Regions from separate parts of the Hordeum vulgare genome. Here region 1 is linked to region 2. Evidence: chromatin contacts called from public Hi-C data. All regions are on one chromosome and are shown on one strand. Each heading gives the region's core, a stretch centred on a gene start, on an enhancer-like site or on the middle of the called end of the contact. The rest is flanking DNA. Distances are from core to core; before and after follow the strand shown. Region 1 holds the start of LOC123413388 (aldehyde dehydrogenase family 2 member B7, mitochondrial-like). Region 2 holds the start of LOC123410542 (potassium transporter 24-like).

Region 1 (5,674 bases), core at 1,026-3,525, 410 kb after region 2:
AGCTGCATGTGGACAGGATGTTCAGTTCAGACCTGCCATTGTCAAGCGTTCGTGATCGAGACGGCAATGCTCTCTACTCTCCTATTTGCAAAATAAATAAATAAAGAAATAAAACTCTCTACTCTCCAGTTATGATGGTAATCCTTCCTTGACCCGCAACCATGATATGAGCTTTTTTTTTGAGAGTATGCCAAAGACCTATCATAATGATATGGACTTTTCACACACCTCTTTTCGCCCCCTCTGCGTTCTCGCCAACGAGAGATGGATGCTCAATGATGCAGCCTTATAATATGTATGTTCCTCTGCGTGGCTGCGGCCGCACCACTGTTGAGGTCATACATGGCTGCACAAGAGTGAGAACACAACTGAAACCATACACACGGATACGATCGGCAGCGCGGCAGACGGCAGTGGCATGAACGCAGCACGCATGCAATGCGTCCGTGCCGGCGCCTCCTGTTACGTGGTGCACCCCGCCATGTTGCCTGACCTACCTAACCGGGCCAAGAACAGCCAGAGAAATTGGGCTGCCTTTTGCAGCCCCATTGATGGCCGCAGGATGGTTCGGGCCACACGTCCTTTTTGTTTCTGCCAACATTTCGGGGGCATGGCTGGTACCGACTGGAACGTCGAGGGCCCTGTTTTTTTAAAAGTCTTAGGATTTTTTTAGTCTCAATTAAAAAGTCTTTAGTCCCTATTTGTTTTTTCAAGGACTAAAAATGGACTAGAGGCCACTAAATGATATGCAAAAAGACCATGTTATCCATAATAATATACTAGAAGATATTAAATGACATGCTAAAAGTAGGGACACTGTTGGAAAAAGTGCCAAAAAAATCCCAAAAAATCCCTCCCATAGAGACTTCTTCCTTTAGTCCCAAATATCCTCTTTTAGTCCCTAAAAGTCCCTCCCGTTCATTTCACATGGGACTAAGAGGGTGCTTGGATCCAAGAGACTAAAAGGGTGCTTGGATACGTTTTAGTTCCATGACTAAAAGTAATGAGACTAAAACTTGCTAACCTCACCGATGCTTGGATCCAAATACTAAAGAGACTAAAATCAAGTTAATGATCATTTATTATCCTCCAAACCCTTCAATCTAGAACTTTGATGATGAGTTAAATGAGGAGAAAGAGGACTAATGCACATTTTAGTAGGTGTACCCCTGACTAAAAGATTTTAGCCTCAAGACTAGTTTTAGCCTCTCTTTAGTCAAGGGTGCTTGGAACTTTAGCCTCTTAAAGAGACTAGTTTTAGTCTCTTGGATCCAAGCACCCTCTAAAACTAGTCTGACTAAAACTAGTCTTTTTAAGAGGCTAAAGTTTCAAGCACCCCTGACTAAAGAGAGGCTAAAACTAGTCTTGTGGCTAAAGTATTTTAGTCAGGGGTACCCCTACTAAAATATGCATTGGTCCTCTCTCTCCTCATTTAACTCCTCATGCAAGTTCTGAATTGGAGGGTTTGGAGGATAATAAATGCTAATTAACTTGATTTTAGTCTTTTTAGTACTTGGATCCAAACATGGATGAGGCTAGCAAGTTTTAGTCTCATTACTTTTAGTCATGGGACTAAAACATATCAAGCACCCTCTAAAAAAACTTTTTTTAATCCCTACATCAAATTCCAAAAAAACACCCCTTAAAAAAAGACTTTTTTAGTTTCTACGTCAAAAAGTCACTAGAAAGAAACACCACTAACGTGTAACGCGAGTCGACGGTCAGCAAGTAGTACTAGCGATTTTATCTTCGCTGGAAATGGTTGTTAACGCGGGGCCCGCTCGCCGTCCTGTTGCCGCGCACGGTGGTGAAATTCGATCTTCCCTGGCCGGCGACGCTGTGGTAAACCGTGTTGTTAACGCGCCGGTGCTCCGTCCTTCAGAATTGTCCGTCGTACGTGAAGGCATCGCGCCATTTACGGATGCGCACGGCACGGGGAGGAGCGTGCGTGCAGATTTGTCTCCGATGTGTACGCCACGGTGTAATGTTTTCCACAACCTTGAAAGTCTAGCCTTCACGTGCAGTCTGACAACAAAGTCCCTCTCCCTCCTGTATAAACAGTCGAAAAAAGAAAAGTATCCCTCCCATCAAGTTAAAATGAACCACAAAATTACCAGAACTGCCCAATCAATCCACCATTCATTAATTCTCACCTGGGCACAATTATCTTTTTCCTCCCTGGACTGCTCCAACCCACCACAAAAAATCCCCAGAAATGGGCCTATTTTATCCTCCCAAAGTCCACATCCGAGCCTATTAAACCCCCTCGCTTTCGCCTCAGCACCGAAGCCAAATCCAAGCCGCCACCATCACTGCTCCTCAGCACTCTTTCCCCCTCCGCGCAGCTGGGGACGCCCTACCATTTACTACTGAGCCTCTGAACCCGGAGGACGAGAAGAATTGATTGCTGATCCGGCGCAAACCAACAGATTCTTCCTGCCTCCGCCGAGATCATCATCATGGCTGCTGCCGCCACGAGGAGGGCCGCCTCCTCGCTCGTCTCCCGCTGCCTGCTCTCCAGGCCCGCAGCTTCCCCCGCCGCTGTCCCCTCTGCGCTCCGCAGGGCAGGTATGCTAATTGATTGCCCCAGGATCATTCCCTCCGATACTCTCTCTGTAGTACTGGCCGCAGCCGCTGCACCTACTGTTACTAGGAGTAACTCCGTATCCGGAGACTGCAACCAGGATTTAGTACCGTGCCCGATTCAATGATCTGGTGCTGGTAGCAGAGTTTGCGCCTCTTGTTCTTCATGGCTTTCTGTAGATCCAGGCAAGCAGGGCTGACGATCTGTAATTCCGAATCTCAGCGAGTCTGCTTTGTATCGCTTCTCATAAGTATCACCAGTTTAACTTTAATGACACCCATGCTTAGTTAACCGTGGCACCAGCAGTCAAATTAGCACTCCTTGTTTGTCCCATGAAGTAGTATGCTCCTATTGGTTTACTGCTGATTGAAAGCTCTTCGCATGTTTAACAACAACTGTTCCGTGTTCATCCCAAGGAAAACAGTGATCTTGTGGCCTGCTCCTCTACTGATAGTATTTGGCAGTCCCCATCTCCAGGGAAGAAAAGCGCCTCCTTGCTCTTGAATCAAATGTGACGTTCGCTTTGCTCCAATTATTTCTTGCTTGCTTTTCCCATCTCGGCTAATGGACCCTTTGCGCTTGCGTCCAAGTAGTGTGCGTGCTGCTTGGTTCGTTCGCCGTCATCATCGGTGAGCCAAGTTGTTGGGCAGCGGTTTGGACTTTTCTATTGGAGATAAGATCTTTCCCGACGTGATAAGGTATCTGTTTTTTTTCCCTATCAGTCGTTATCGGAACAGTGGAAAACCGAGGTCATGATTTTTCGCCTGATTGATTATCTGTGCTGCTGCTTCGCCGTGGATACAAATGTGTGATGCATTTTTGAAGGACCCAGAGTAATTCGCCTGTACTATAAATGCAGCGAGACCGTAGTAATTTCGCTGGTCATACATTACCGGAAGGAAAAGAGAAATATTTTTTGTTTTTTTAATACTAGTGTAGTGTAAAAAACGCTTTTGTATTATGATGAAACAGGGGGAGTAATAAGTAAAACTACAGGTGATAATGACAAGTGCAAACTTGTTTTGCAAAATTATGAACAGAAGGGCAAAAGTATGACATTTTGCTCGTCGCCAAACCTGGTTGATCTACTCGTCCTGATACCAAATCTGCTTACATCATACCATCTCCAGTTTGCATTTGTTTGGCACCAGATCAGATCGAATCATAGGCGAATATAGTTGTTTATTGGGAGATCACATAATTTGTCCATACATTTTCGCAAAGTGCTATAGTGAGGCTTATGTTCATTAACTCTCTGCTTGCAGATGGGGCACGTGGATTGTTGCCTGGACTCCTTCAGAGGTTCGGCACTGCAGCAGCAGCAGAGGAACCCATCTCGCCTTCTGTCCAAGTGGGCGAGACACAGCTCCTCATCAACGGCAAATTCGTTGATGCTGCATCTGGTAGGCTACTTCAGCTCAGCTGCTAATGAATGAGGCTCGGCCCATGGGGCCAGTTCGGTGGGCTTCAGCTTCAGCTTGAGTACTTTAGGCCCATAAACTGGATCTCTACAGGCTTCAGCTTCTGTTTTCTCACTTTTTTTTCCCTCCCTCTGATCAGTGATGTTCTTGTTGATGTGCTCAACCAACTCACAATGTGCATCTGCATCTAATCAGGCAAGACTTTCCCGACTCTGGACCCTCGCACCGGGGAGGTGATTGCCCGTGTGTCTGAAGGAGATGCCGAAGATGTGGACCGTGCAGTTGTTGCGGCCCGCAAGGCATTCGATGAAGGGCCATGGCCAAAGATGACTGCCTATGTACACACCCTCAGCTGTCATTTCTGCTACTTTTGTAGTTTTTACTCTGGTGCGGCGATGCTCATAGGCGGTTGGAAATTTTCCTCAACAGGAGAGGTCCCGGATTCTTTTGCGATTTGCTGATTTGATAGAGAAACACAATGATGAAATTGCTGCACTGGAGACGTGGGACAACGGGAAGCCCTATGAGCAAGCTGCCCACATCGAAGTGCCAATGCTTGCTCGGCTTATGCGGTACTATGCAGGTGAGAGCAGCGTACATCCTGACAGTAATAGATAAACATACTAGCCAAGAAGTTAAACCCCATACATGACTAACAAAGAGTACTCCATTTCTGCTGAAATATGCAGGCTGGACTGACAAGATCCATGGCCTCATCGTACCGGCTGATGGCCCGCACCATGTACAGGTGCTGCATGAGCCGATTGGTGTCGTGGGTCAGATCATCCCGTGGAACTTCCCACTTTTGATGTATGGCTGGAAAGTTGGCCCTGCTTTGGCCTGTGGGAACACTATTGTTCTCAAGACCGCTGAACAAACTCCTCTATCTGCCCTCTATGTTTCTAAGCTGTTGCATGAGGTTCGTGACATGGCCATTTCATAATTTTTCTTTGCTAAGGAAATTCATACCTAATTATTTCGTTTTATTCTAAGAGTAAAGTTATGGGAAGGATATATATTTTTTTTGAAACGGAGGCAGTATATTTGCCTCATCTCATTTAAATATGGTTGAGAAAGACAAGGTTCGAACATAACATGACCACCAAGGTCAAAACAAAAGGGATCACCAAGAATGGGCTTTGATTTACCTGATAACCTTTTTGAATATCAAAGTGGGTGGTTGTTGGATTGCGTAGTACTGGGATTAGAAGGTGTGAGGACTAGTTTGGACCTTTTGAAACAGCTGATATAACAAATGCGTTACCCACCGTATGTATTGAGTGATCTCTGAAAGCTCTATGGCATTTTTACAAAAGTTGCTTTGCTGCACAGTTTAATTGTTTCTAGAAACTATCCAAGATCCAAATGATTCAAATTTTAGTGCATTCAATTGCTAATTAGTTATTTGCCAATGTAACAAGCAATTCATCCTTCCTTTATTATATAATAGGATACCAACATATATCCGTCATTCTGTCCAAGCCTGTACTAGCATATTGTTTTTAACGTTTTACTATCCTGCAAGTAAGAATTTGTATGGTGCTGCAAGTTTTACTGGATTTAACTGATCAGAGCTTGCATGATTAAATAGGCTGGACTACCCGAAGGTGTCCTGAACATCATATCTGGTTTTGGTCCTACCGCTGGGGCTGCTCTTGCTGGCCACATG
Region 2 (5,676 bases), core at 255-2,754:
TGCCGCTCCAGCGCGGCGCGCACGGCCGAGAGTGGCGCGGGCGGCGCCGCGCCGCCCTCGCGCCGGCCCGCGAGGTCCTCGCCGTCGGGGAGGAGCCCCGCGCGTACGCGGCGGCATATGAGGGAGTAGAGCGCGAAGGTGCCGCCCTCGCCGTGGTCGTCGGCGCGGAGCACGACGAGGACGTACTTGAGGAGCGGGATCAGGGTCAACGTCCAGAAGACGAGGGAGAGCACGCCGTAGATCTCCTCGTTCCCCGCCGAATGCTCAATGTCCCCGCCGGCGAAGGCGCTCTTGAACACGTACAGCGGCGACGTCGCCACGTCGCCGTACACCACCCCGAGGCTCTGGTACGCCAGCAGCAGCTCCGCGCTCCACGGCTGCAAACCGCCGTCAAGAAAGAAACCAAGAAACGGCCGTCACCGTGGTGCCCCCGGGCCCAAAACCAGACCAGACCGAACAAACACCGAATCTTCCAGAAGGAATCCAAGAACTTACCCTACTCACCTTCCTGCGCGCCGCGCCGCCGCCGCTCTCCGCGTCCATTCCCGTCCTTCCTCCGCCTCTCCCCGCCGCCCGCTCCGCTCACGCGCGAGTCACGTTGCCCAACTGCCAACCGCCAGGCGCGCAAGTTGCCACCCTCGCCGCGCCCATGCGCTGCTGGCGCGCCACCCCGCAGCAGCACGGACGTCGAATCGGGAGCGGAGAAGAGAAGATCTTGGCACCAGCAGCAGCAGGCAAATCCCGTTTTGGCAGGATCACTCGGCTTGGACTTTGGAGTAGCGCAGAGCAGCGGAAGCAAGCCACGCAAGCTCCGTCCCTTCTTGTAGCTTCTCGCAAGAACAAGTGAACAACTACCAACTCGTGTCCTGGCCCGGCTCTCCGTCCTTCACCACGCGGTAGAAAAGGAGTCCGAAACCTCCATTAAAAAACCTGAGGCGCATGGCGCACGCTAAGCCGCAAGGACAAGAAAAGGGACGATTTGGAAGAAGCGAGCAGGCCAACCAGAAGAGACGACTGCCTGTACAATAACACTCCTCTACCAACCCTTTTGATCCCTTCCGAGAATCAAGAGAGCGAGGCTTCTACTTATGGCCGCGGAGGTCAGCAAGCACTGACGACTGGCCGGATCGCGGGGGTGGGTGCCAGGTGGTGTGCAGCCGTATCAGGCGCAGGTTGATCTGCCGTAGCTCTTCTTAGGTTCTTGCATGCCACCGTATGAGCGGTGGGATCGATCTCTGGCTGTGGCTATCGCGGGTCTTGCTTTTCCACGATGGAATTCACCTGCCACTTCGTCGTCTGCCCCTTTTCGTGTGATCCGGTGATGCCTTGTTCAAAAGGAAAACGTCGTTCTCTCCCGTCCATGGAAGTCATGGTGGTCGAGTTGCTGAGATGATGGGCTTGATTATGCATTGAAATCCATTGAATGTGAATCAATGTGGTAAAAGGCTGGAAAATGGTGTCCGGATTTGATTCAAGATGGCCTCTCTGGCGTAGCGGTAACGTGGTCAAGTTTCTGGCATTTGTGCGCGGATTAGTCGGGCGTCCTTTCTATATGGAAGTCAAAGAGGAAATAGACCCGGGATCTGCTTGGTGTAATGGCGAACTGACACCTCTTGGCGGGTCTCTTTCGGAGTTTGGTTTCGCGGCAGGCTTGGCGGTGAAAGATAACTTGGATGCTGATGCCCGTACGCGTCGGTGAAGCGGCGAGCAAGGAGCCACGGAACGCATGCGTTGGTACTACGTGCGGAAAAGGACAAGGGATGATGGAATGGAACAGGGAGACCGTATGTGGATCCGTATGTGGACGGTAGCGAAATGTCGGCTGTAAAAATTGCGGTCGTGATCCTACCTATATCTTTATATCTAATATCTATACTCCTAAGAGCAACTCCAATCCAAAACGCATGTTTTATCCATATTTTATCCATTTGGATTGACATGTTTATTCTGTTTTTTTTCATCTGTGTCTATCATGCGCTCAATGCCGATCCATTTTTCGTATACGCGGCAGGCATGCGATCTATTTTAACATTAAATATATAATATTGCATAGTTCAAGAAACATAAAAATATATCATAGTTTATAAGTGTAACTAATAGTAAATTGTTTCAAATACATTGGAAAAAACCAACATGAATCCATGTATGCTCAACCAAATTATTTTGCAGCTGCATATGAGTTCCCCAATCACGCATCTGATGATGAAACTTGGTGAACTATGCAAACGTTGTTGGTCATGTATGCTCATGCACAATATTGTCATCCTGAAACTGAAATCCTTGATCACGGAGACATTCTGGACGTTCATCCTCTATGATCGTATTATGCATGATCACATAAGTTATTATCACCTTCCACAACTTTTTGATGCTTCAAATTCTAACAGGCTACCGAATGATGCCCCATCGAGATTGAAGAACGTCAAAGGCACGCTCTACATCCTTTCTAGCACTCTCTTGCTCTTGGGCAAATCATCTTCTCTTCTCTCCTACAGGGTTGGGGATTGTCTTGATAGTGTCCACTATGGATAGATATCGTTGGCTAGATAGTGTCCATTATTGTATTGGTGGTCATTGATCTCAACATTGACCTCCAGGCATGCAATTGCTTTCTGTCATCCTAGCAAACATCGGAGAGCGTTGGAGCACATTGATATCGCTGTGAGATCCAGCCATGCCCAAGAAAGAGTGCCAAATCCAGAGATCCGGGGAAGCAACAGCCTCAAGTATGACAGTGAAAGCTTAGACATGGCCCTTATACTACCCCTGCCAAGCAGAAGGGCAGTTTTTCACTTCCAGTGCATATAATCCGTGCTATCGAGCATCCCCATAGGGAGCCCCAAACTGTTGTCGCTCCATACTTATGTGGTCATGGCGATCAACGCAGCTGCCACGATCTCCTCATCATCAGATGAAGAATCATCTGAATCACAAATAACATTCTAAAAAAATCATCGTCGGAGTCCATTGGTACCTTATGGGAAACCGTCAAATAGCTTGCGGGCGTTGTGGGACAAACCGTTCGGTGAAGAGCCCCGCGCCCCACCGAGAGAAGGTAGAGGATATGGGCAGCGGCGATGGGAGATGAAGGCGTCTGGGAGGGTGACTCACATATGGATGGATGGTTGGCGGCGTCGATGGAAGTGGGCGGCGGCGGAAGGAGGTGTGGTGCCCGGGTGAGTCGGGGGGAAGGAATGAAGAGGAGAGTGGCATGCATGCCACCAACTGGCGGGCCAGGGGGAAGAGAAGGGCGGGTGTCACGGGTGTTCGTCCCGTGTCCGCACCGACGCAAATGTGGCCCAAATGTGGGCCTCGAATAGGTTGCGGTCGAAAAAAAACGAATGCACGTCTGTTTGAGTCGTTCCGTTGGGTCGAGTTTTGTGTGTGCGACGACCCAAACGAACACCTGCGGACGAGATGGGTCACACGGTTGGAGTTCCTCTAATATATTCTGGAAAACAAATATATACTCCTAATGCGATTTTTTTACTCGGTCGGCTCATGGCACCTCCAAAGTGGGCCCTTAAATGGCCCGCAGACATTCTAATTGAGCTATCCGGATATACTTTGTCGTCCAGAGTCATGTCGTATTGGTCTCTGGACCGGTCCGCGCGTCAGTTTTCTCGTCAATCAGAAACAAACGAGGGAGGGGATTTTGCGGGAGTTCGATCCTCTACCACGTATTGACTTCGACACCCGGACTCACTCAAAACCACACCAAGACCCACATCTCCATCATTTCCTTATTTCTTCACATCCTCATCCTCCATGGTAGACGCGATGTTGTACCACCCTGGCCACCCTACAAGCCCTTGCCAGAGCTCTGTGACCTCCATCGCTCCACCCAATCGCCACGCTGCTTTGCCTACACCATCATTCCACACATCTCGTTCGTTCTCCCGTGCAAGTACCATCTGGCCCTTGTTGATGTCCTCCGAGGTGTCACTACACCGACAACTGTTTGGTGAAATGCTCGCTCTAAATTTATGATATTTTCTCTCTTCTTTGAAGCAATGGATTTGGACATGGAGTACATCTACTCAAGGAGTGAGTCTTGAGTAACCAAGAGTCCGTGTGATTCCTCAAAACTGACGCTTAATCGTCTAAAGAGTGTGCAATTCTCAAGTGTAATAAACACAAGCTATCATAATATAGTTTAACGTGATGCTCAACCATAAACTAAGTTTGGCTCTCGAGTCTTCTCTCAGAAGAATTCACTCGGAGAGGGGTGCTCAGACAAACACTTGTCAAATCAAACAAAGTAGTGAGGCAACAATGGTTGGGAGGAGGTGACTATTTATAGTCGAAGCGGCACTGAGGGAGAAATGACCAATAGGGGCCTACTGTCAAACCAGTGTATCCAACGGTTGGATTTCACTCACACGACATTTTTTCTTGAAAAACAAGTAAAGTTGACTCCGCTAGGTGAGGATTTCTTTCGAAGCCCATAAGAACATATTTTTGGCTTACGAGTAAAAAATCAATACATGTAGAGGTTTCTCTCAACTCACTTGGGAAAAGTTTTCAATGAAACATCGACAAAGACTAAGCTCAAAACACGTAAACCCCCTTAGTACGATCGCCATATGACTCGAACAAAGAAAATGAAGCTACGAAAAAGAACGATGTCTTTATTCTTGTTCGCTGCATCCAATTGTTCCTAGAACAAAACATGCTCAAGTAATTGCTTCAACACAACAATTCTTGGGGGTCGACTCTAACATCAATCTCCTCGATAGCTTACTATTATTATATCTACGTAGATGAGCATTGCTTGAGTTTATAGCAAACTCGTTAGTACTTCAGGGACCATTTTACCGTGTGTTCACCAGTAAACACATTACTTTCTCAATTGTTTTGTGCGACAATCTTCAAAACACTAAAGGGGGACTAGATCGCACCAACACAGGTTCCTACGGCAGTTTCCTTGCTTGTGTTGTGCTCCAGCGTAGTTTGTAAATGTGTGGTAGTTGTCTTCAATACTAACACCAAGTGAATTGAGGTTCATCCATTGGGGTGACTCAAAAGGGGAGAATATGGTGAGCCACTTGGTGGTGCTCCGAAGCTTTGGCTTTGACACCACTCCCAGGATATTAGCACCCTGCCAAATGTGAACTTAGGGATAAATCTGCATCCTCGAATCACTTGTATTTTTCACTTTCCAGCACCTTTTACTTTTTACAATGCATACTTGCTCATATTGATATACCATGTGTTAGTTTGAATTGCTTACTTATTCCTTAAATTTCATATCTTGTGATATAGTTTGTGTTTGCTAGTATTCTTAAGTGCCTATCTTAGTTAGCATGGGTTATTCGTGTACTTGGTTGAGCCTAGAATATTTACGCTTTGTGTTTGAAAAGTATCCATTTAGTTTAATTCTACTTTTGGATTAAGACAAATATGTAAAAGTTTGAAAACGCATATTCAACCCCCCTCGAGGCGACACCTAGGTCCATTTAGCATCGGCTATTGCCGCCCTACCATACAGTCAAACTACCCCCTCTAGCAATCGTCGCCCGAGCCCACAACCCATTTGCACGCCCAACCCAAAAACACCACTCATGGTATGTTGTCGCTACCCACGCCCCCCTAGACTGGCGTTGCAAACCTTCCTCGGGCCACCTCCTTTGAGAACACTCATGGAGTACATCGGGGCCCCACTTCATCTGCCCC

Evidence for each region. Hi-C and Micro-C count contacts between places; a contact is called where the count stands out from the background.
Region 1: a contact with region 2 is called in a Hi-C map of leaf, with 5 times the contacts expected there. The contact joins the promoter of LOC123413388 here to the promoter of LOC123410542 in region 2. A contact is called at or near these places in 3 of 6 Hi-C or Micro-C datasets (leaf and seedling).

The regions. Positions count from the first base shown.
Region 1 is chr7H:120,308,283-120,313,956 of MorexV3_pseudomolecules_assembly, forward strand. It overlaps LOC123413388 (aldehyde dehydrogenase family 2 member B7, mitochondrial-like), which reads left to right and starts at 2,276. Exons shown (of 11, transcript XM_045106318.1): 1 at 2,276-2,568; 2 at 3,850-3,987; 3 at 4,201-4,343; 4 at 4,435-4,588; 5 at 4,695-4,924; 6 at 5,597-5,674. The coding sequence starts at 2,460.
Region 2 is chr7H:119,894,811-119,900,486 of MorexV3_pseudomolecules_assembly, forward strand. LOC123410542 (potassium transporter 24-like) reads right to left here and starts at 1,505. Exons shown (of 9, transcript XM_045103492.1): 1 at 505-1,505; 2 at 1-377. The coding sequence starts at 543.